Regions from separate parts of the Mus musculus genome. Here region 2 is linked to region 1. Evidence: chromatin contacts called from public Hi-C data. All regions are on one chromosome and are shown on one strand. The core of a region is the stretch at or near the end of the contact, and the rest is flanking DNA. Distances in the headings are between cores, read along the strand shown. Region 1 overlaps Pip4k2a (phosphatidylinositol-5-phosphate 4-kinase, type II, alpha). Region 2 has its middle 80 kb from the start of Gm33592.

The links. Hi-C and Micro-C count contacts between places; a contact is called where the count stands out from the background.
Region 2: a contact with region 1 is called in a Hi-C map of the G1E-ER4 cell line, with 2.8 times the contacts expected there. The contact joins two enhancer-like sites. A contact is called at or near these places in 3 of 15 datasets of contacts at CTCF or cohesin (the G1E-ER4 cell line, large pre-B cells and pro-B cells), 23 of 484 Hi-C or Micro-C datasets (B cells, the C10 cell line, CD4 T cells and 16 more), 2 of 115 datasets of contacts at active chromatin or transcription factors (CD8 T cells and bone marrow-derived dendritic cells) and 2 of 9 other capture datasets (adipose tissue and liver).

What each region holds. Positions count from the first base shown.
Region 1 is chr2:18,869,425-18,872,732 of GRCm38.p6, forward strand. It overlaps Pip4k2a (phosphatidylinositol-5-phosphate 4-kinase, type II, alpha), which reads right to left. Exons shown (of 10, transcript NM_008845.4): 5 at 2,860-3,006. Among named protein-coding and RNA genes, the nearest start is that of Gm33534, 7.9 kb to the right of the region's middle. Within about 2 kb of position 1,892, at least 10 of the 459 cell types and tissues checked have an H3K27ac peak or open chromatin away from gene starts, as enhancers often do. A contact at or near this core is called in the G1E-ER4 cell line, where this site is marked.
Region 2 is chr2:19,085,014-19,088,843 of GRCm38.p6, forward strand. No RefSeq gene overlaps it. Among named protein-coding and RNA genes, the nearest start is that of Gm33592, 80 kb to the left of the region's middle. Within about 2 kb of position 1,623, at least 3 of the 459 cell types and tissues checked have an H3K27ac peak or open chromatin away from gene starts, as enhancers often do. A contact at or near this core is called in the G1E-ER4 cell line, where this site is marked.

The sequences.
Region 1 (3,308 bases), core at 642-3,141:
GGCCTTGAACTTGTGATCCTCCTGCCTCAGCCTTTTGATTGCTGAGGTTACCAGCACAACAACCACATCTGACAAAACTGTTTTTGTAACACTGAGGCACTACTTGTCTCTTTACTCTTGATAGTCACAAGGACATTGCACACACACAGTGGGCTCTGTCCTATGAAGCAGTGAGGAGTATCTGTCATGGAGATACCACAAACCCCTAGCAACTGAATGAAAAGTCCCTGATAAAGCAGTGAAGGGTCTTGACTCTGAAGCACACACCTTTCGCATTCTGAACAGAGCCATGCAGAGAGCATGTCTGTTTCAGCAATGAATGCTGCTCAGAGTCATTTTCCTGACAGGAACAGTTATGGCCGAAACAGACACCTTCTCGTCCATAAAGCAACATTTGTATCCGAAAAAAGAAATGACAAATAAACTGTATTTGTCCAGACCTGAGAAACGGACACTTTTTGACAGTGACTGAAACTGCAAGGCTCTGTGCCCTGGAGGAGCTGGGTTCTGTCATTTCCAGCATGGCTGATGGGACTTTGAGGTCAGTGGTAATGGGCTACCAAATGAAAACCAGACTTTTGGAAAACTGTATCTGCCCTCAGGTTCCCATGCATGGAAGGCTTTCTATGTGACCAGTAGGGATGGTCACATGATTTTTGATACTCTGTAATTCAATATGTCAACATTAAGAGAACCTGTGTTAATTAAGGAACCGCTATGTCTCCAGTGAAACAGGTATGACTATAAAACCACACACTGGGACCAGTGCTTGCAACTGACCACGGGTATTAATGAACAGGGTACAAATGCTCCAGGCTAACTAAGATAGCACTGACATTAAGTCTTGGTGTGTTATTAAAGAATATCTACAATTACTCCCCAAACTCCACATCTCTCCTTCCCAACTACACATTTGTGTGGACTCAGCTGTTTTTCCCAGTTACTCATGCAAATACCGCTAAGTATTGACAGCAGGATCGGACAGGACATTTCAACTGTCCCTAATGAATCCACACAGTACAGAGCCCTGAAATCAGGGGCAGGAGAGGACTAGGAGGGAAGGAGGCGTCGGGAGGAGTGCACCATATACAAACACGAAAGCCAAAGGACACATTTAACTAAAACAAAATGTAAAGCCATGGGGGTGAGCTGTGTGAGGGGAGGAAGGGGTGCAGAATTCCAGATGTGAGGTGAATAAATAAATTAATTAATTAATAGAAAGAACTGTAAAACCATGAGGCTTGACTCACTAATATTTTGCTTTTGAAAAATACAGCTGTCATAAAAATTCATTAATATGTAGTAGTTTAATATTATTTAAAATAACTATAAATATCAATAGTTTAGTGTTTCTCATAAATTTCTTTCAAGCAAAGATTTATTCTTATTTATATGTAAGGGAATACAAGGGAGCCTATATATTTATATGTAAGGGTTTATGGGGGCGACCAGAAGAGGGTGTCAGACCCCCTGGAAGTGGGAGTTAAAGGTGGTTATGAGCCGCCAGATCCTGGGAACTAAATTCGTGTCCTCTGGAAGAGCAGCAAGTACTCTTAACTGCAGAGCCATCTCTCCAGCCCTGCTTCTATTTCTAATACTGTAGATATCTAGACATAACCAACAGAAGGCAAAGCTTTTTAGGGTGCTCTTTTGTGCATGTGAATGAATCCTAAGATTAAACAAAACAAAACAACCAACCAACCAACCAACCAACCAAACAAACAAACAAACAAAAAACCAAAATCCTTAGAACTGAGTACCACAGATCAGGGGAAGATGAACTTTTTCAGGGTCAGAGAGTAAATATCTTAGCCTCATGGTCCATACAGTATCTCTGGTCACTGCTCACGGTGCCCCGTACAGTGTGAGAGCATAGATAACACAGAAACCATGCACGTGATGACACAGCAACAGAACTTTATAAAGATGCAACCCCTCTTGGTCTTGGCATACATACACTGTCAGAGTTGGCTGTCTAAAAGTCAGGTCATGTCACTGAATTCAGAATTCTCCAGTGGTCTCATTTTAAATTGTTGGTATGTCTGATCTCAGGCTTTTCCCTTTGTCATTTCTCTTGAGATGGGACCAATGCCACCCTTCCAGATGCACCTTACCTAACATCCTAGCTGGAAATGTATGCCTTGGTAGGCCTGGTGGTACAGGCCTGTGGTCCCAGGCACTAGGCAAGCTGAGGCAAGGTGTTAACACTCAAGGTCTGTGTTGGCTTCTGGATGAGTTCAATGCTAGCCTGGGCTAACCTTGTCTCAAAATAAGAGGAAAACTGGCTGAGATTGTGGCTTAGTAGTAGAGTGCTTGTTTACTGTTAATAAAAACTAGTGTGACGTTCCCCCCGTTCATTTCCATCCACAGCGCTCATTATTTATCAATAATAATCAATAATAATGATAGTAATCATCCCTACTTAAAGATCTGTTCGGTTTTCTTTTATCATCGTATGTGTGTGTTTTATGCACGTGAAGTAGAGGACAGGAGGCCAACTTCTGGGAACCAATTCTTTCCTTCTAGCCTGGATTCTGAAGAGTGACCTTGGGCTATGAGGCTTAGGGGGCAAGTGCCCCCAGTTTACCTGCTGGGCCACCTTGCTGTCCCTGGTCTGTTTAACTCATAAACTATCCCCAGCACTTAGCTACTACATGGCATGTGGTACTACATGGCATGTGGCTGACATGCTTGTAATAACATGGGCTGCTTAATCCTACGTGCTGGCAACTGCCTGCTAGATTCAAGCTCTTGAAGCACCCTGACCATTTTGTTCACATGATAACATAAACAATATGGGCGAGTAGGCTTGTGCAAATGAACGTGAAACTTATTGAAAATTATCAAAGTCAACCTCACCTTTAAGTCGTATTTCCTATATACAGATAGCCGGTGGCTGAACACATTCCTTGTAACAATCACATATATTTCCACTCCATCGACATTAAGCCGGTACATTCCCAAGAACTGAGGAAGAAGTGTGACCCCATGACATTCCACTATATACTGTATAGGAGAGAGAGAAAGGAAAAGTAGCTGTCAAAACGTGGTGTATCGTTTATATAAAGTAGAAATGTCCAATTCTTGAGGTTTTATTTTCGGAAAACATTTAAGCTGCTTTATGCTGCTCACCTATCAGATCTGTGTTCTCTCTCTATATATAAATCTGAACATTTAATCTTACCACTAAAGATATTCTTTTCCTAGTAGCCCAACTAATCTGTAATGTCAAAATTGAACACAGTGGCTCAAGGCAAGAAAGGAAACCCCTTTGAAGTGAAGGACTGTCCACCTCTGTCCTCCTCCCC
Region 2 (3,830 bases), core at 373-2,872, 220 kb after region 1:
AACTTTTATTTTTTTTAAGAGAAAATGTAATATGGTTCCCAAATTGTTTTTCAATTTTTATTTTTATTTATTTGTTTATTGTGTATGGTGTGTATTGCGTGTATATGTGCATGTGGGATGTGTGTGCTCATATGCATAAGTGTGCAGGATAGAGTAGAATATTGGGTGTCTTTGTCTAGTGTACACTGCCTTATTGGATGGAGACAGTGTTTATCACTGAGCTGGAAGCTGGCTGTTTCAGCTAGCCTGGCTGGCCAGTGAGCTTCCAGGATTTGCCTGTATCTGTCCTCCAATGCTGTGGTTAAAGACACACACCTCTATGCCCAGCTTCTTATCAACATGTTAGAGATTTGAGCTCAGGGCCTCGTGCTTGCAAAGTAAGTCTTCTTACTCACCGAGTCATCTTCCCCGATCCTGTTCTTTAAATTTTGTATGGGCATCAGGACATTTTGGAGTCTGAACTACAGCTGATAGCCCAGTCTTCCTCCTGAAGAGAGATAAACACCAGCTCTCCTTGCAATGTCTTAAAACGTCATGACTGGACAAAACCATGCTTCCAAAAGCACAGTTCAACACAGCTGTCACCTCTGAGACCCCACACAAGCTGTAGGGTGGGCATCAAACCTGGGATACTCGGTGATGCTGCAGGCTTGAGGGCAGCACCACAGGAAAGCTTGTGCCACGTAGCAGACTATCTGTTAATTTGCAAATTAACTTCAGCTAAATTTTAAAATAACTAAAAGTTGACGCTAAAAAAAAAATCACCCCACATAGCTCTTTCAATCTTTTTTTCTCTTCCTTTGACATTCTTGTTTTTCCCCCTTCTGGGTACCTAGCTTACCTGTCATTAGTTGAGGTCTGAATTCAGTTAAGGCAAACGTTTATTTATTTGTTTGTTTGTTTATTTTTGGTAAAGATAAAATTGCTAAGCACCAAGAGCTGAGAAGATAGCTCATCTTGTGGAAGTATGGGGACCCGAAGTGGTCCTCAGTAAAAGCCAGCAAGGGGCACAAATCTTTAATCCTAGCACTGGGAAGCAGACAGGGTTGGATGGGGGTTGGGGGTGGCCAGTCTATCTGATGATCCCTCAGCTCCAGGTTCCACAAGAGACTCTGTCTCATAAATAAGATGGAACACCTTATGAAGTACTGGGTCCAGGGTTTTTAAGTCCCCCCTCCCCCTCTCTCTCCCCCTCCCCCTCTCTCTCCCCCCCCTCTCTCTCTCCCCCTCCCCCTCCCTCCCCTTCTTCCTCTTCTCTATGAAGTCTTTCTGAGAGCTCAGAGTCTATTGAGATAAAGTGAGTAAAAATATTTATCTATGTGAGGCAAATACCCACGTGTCAATCTAGCACCAACCTATCAACCATTTCTCTAGTGTGTCTGGCCAATTATATCTTTATAGAGAGGTAATTAAATAAAGAGTGTTTCTAAAAAGGAAAAAAAAATTGAAGAGTATGAGATGTTTAGAAAGCGTGGTGGATAGGTGTAGGGGACAAAATGAGCCTGTTATCATATCATGCCCATTTGAAATTAATATTTTACATAGGTTACTTCATATATATTATTAGACTTATTTTATCATTGGCTTTTTTTCACAAATCCACAGTCATGCGATTCTACAAGAGCAGGGCATCTGAGAAGCATGACCCAGGGAGCACTGTGGTGTTATTTCTTGTGGCAGTAAGTGGGGCAGTGTTGGATGGGTTTAGGATTGACACCAGGTTGGTCATAAGATCCTGTGTGCACTCTGGACTGGCCATGGGGCTTGTTTTGCCAGAAGGGCTGAGAACCAACAAGGCACAACAGACAGTAGAATTGCCGTGAGTGCAGGCTGTGGCAGAGGTGCTCCCAGTAGCTATTTAATATTTAATATACTGCGGGCTGCTCCGTGGCCTCTCTGTGGTAACCGCACTGCATATTCTTTGGGTGATCTCCCAGAGGTGCTTGTCTCTCCTCTCCATCCCACGGCAAGCTAATATTTAACCACCTGTTTTCTGAGACACTAAGCGGATTCCGTGGTGTAAATAGTCTCAGTGCTTTATATGCCACTAATCTGATATCCCTTGTATGGGGTCAGAGGTTGCTTGCCAAATGTCTATTGCAAAGGGACAATGGAGAAAGTAATACAAGAACGCAGGTGGTTATCTCAGGTAGGAAACATGAATAAATGATTCATTTTCTGTACCTAATACCTTTGATATTAATGTAATTGGTTAATTATGTGTTCAGGTGACTTAATTTTTAGTAATAGTTGTGTCTATTCATGGTGTGCCAAATTCCTATAAGCTAATTACTGGTTCTCACAATTAGTATGAGTTAAGACATAGTTTGCAGTTGATATCTTTTAAAGTTTATGCCATGACCTTCCTTCTCTCTCTTTCGTGTGTGTGTGTGTGTGTGTGTGTGTGTGTGTCTGTGCTTATGAGTGCATGTGTGTGTGTGAGTGTGGATGTATGTGTGCATGTGTGTATATGTTAGTGTGTGCATGTGAGAGTGTGTGTGTTGTATTAAGTGTGTGTGTGCCTGTGCTTGTGAGTGCATGTGTGTGTGTGAGTGTGGATGTATGTGTGCATGTGTGTATATTGTTAGTGCGTGCATGTGAGAGTGTGTGTGTTGTATTAAGTGTGTCTATGTGCGTGTATGTGGTTATGTGTATGTGTGTGCACATGTGTGTGCATGTGTGGATGTGTGTGGATAGGGGCATTCACTTTCTGTCACCATCTGATCTTTCCTTTTGGTTTTTTTCTATCTTCTGAGAGTTCCCTTTGTGGGTCTTTTATTAATTTATTGCTTAAAATCCTCTTTTTCTACATTTAAAAAAGGCTTCATTTTCATTTTATGGTATAGGCATTTTGTCTGCATATATCTACCTGAGGCCAGAGGCCAGAAGAGGGCATTGAACCCATGAAACTGGAGTATCTTATGGTTGTGAACCACCTTGTGAGTACTGGCAATCAAAACTGGGTCCTCGGGTAGAACAGCGAGTGACCGCCAAGTCACCTTGCCAGCTGTCCTTTAATTAGTTAACAATCTAGAATTAATATATGTATTTTATATATTGCTTTTATTAAACTCAGAGGTTTTAAAATTTTAAGTGTTATGTGAATAATATGTGTTCATCTTTTTTTTAAATTAATCATTCCATTTGTTTACATCTCAAATGATACCCCATTTCCTGGTTACCCCTCCACCAAACCCCCCATCCTACATCTGCCCTCCCCCTCCTTTTTGCCTGTGTGAGAGTGCTCCCCCACCCACCTATACTCTCCTGCCCCACCACTCCAGTATCCCCTTATTCTGAGACATCCAACCTCCCTGAGACCAAGGGCCTTCCCTCCCGTTGTTGTCGGGCAAGGCCATCCTCTGCTACGTATGTATCTGGAGCCATGGATCCCTCCAGGTACACTCCTTTGTTGGTGGTCTAGTCTCCGGGAGAACCGGGTAGTCTATTCTCCTGTGTTGTTCTTCTAATGGGGTTGCAATCCCCCTCCAGTCCTTCTGCCAGCTCCTCCACCAGCTTCCCTGAGTTCAGTCTGATGGTTAGCCCCAATTATCCACATATGCATTGGTCAGTTGCTGGCCCAACCTTCCCAGTAGCTGCCAAAATTGGTTCATGTCAGCAAGTGCCTCTTGATCACGGCAACAGTGTTGGGTTTGGTATCTGCAGACATGATGTGTCCCTGGGTGGGGCCGTTCCCAGTTGGCCCTTCCTTCAGTCTTTGTTCCATTTTTTGTCCCTGTTCTTCCTTTGGACAGGAACATTTCTGGGTTAAAAAAACTTTGAGATGGGTGGGTGGCCCCATCCCTCAACCAGGGGACGTGCCTATCTAC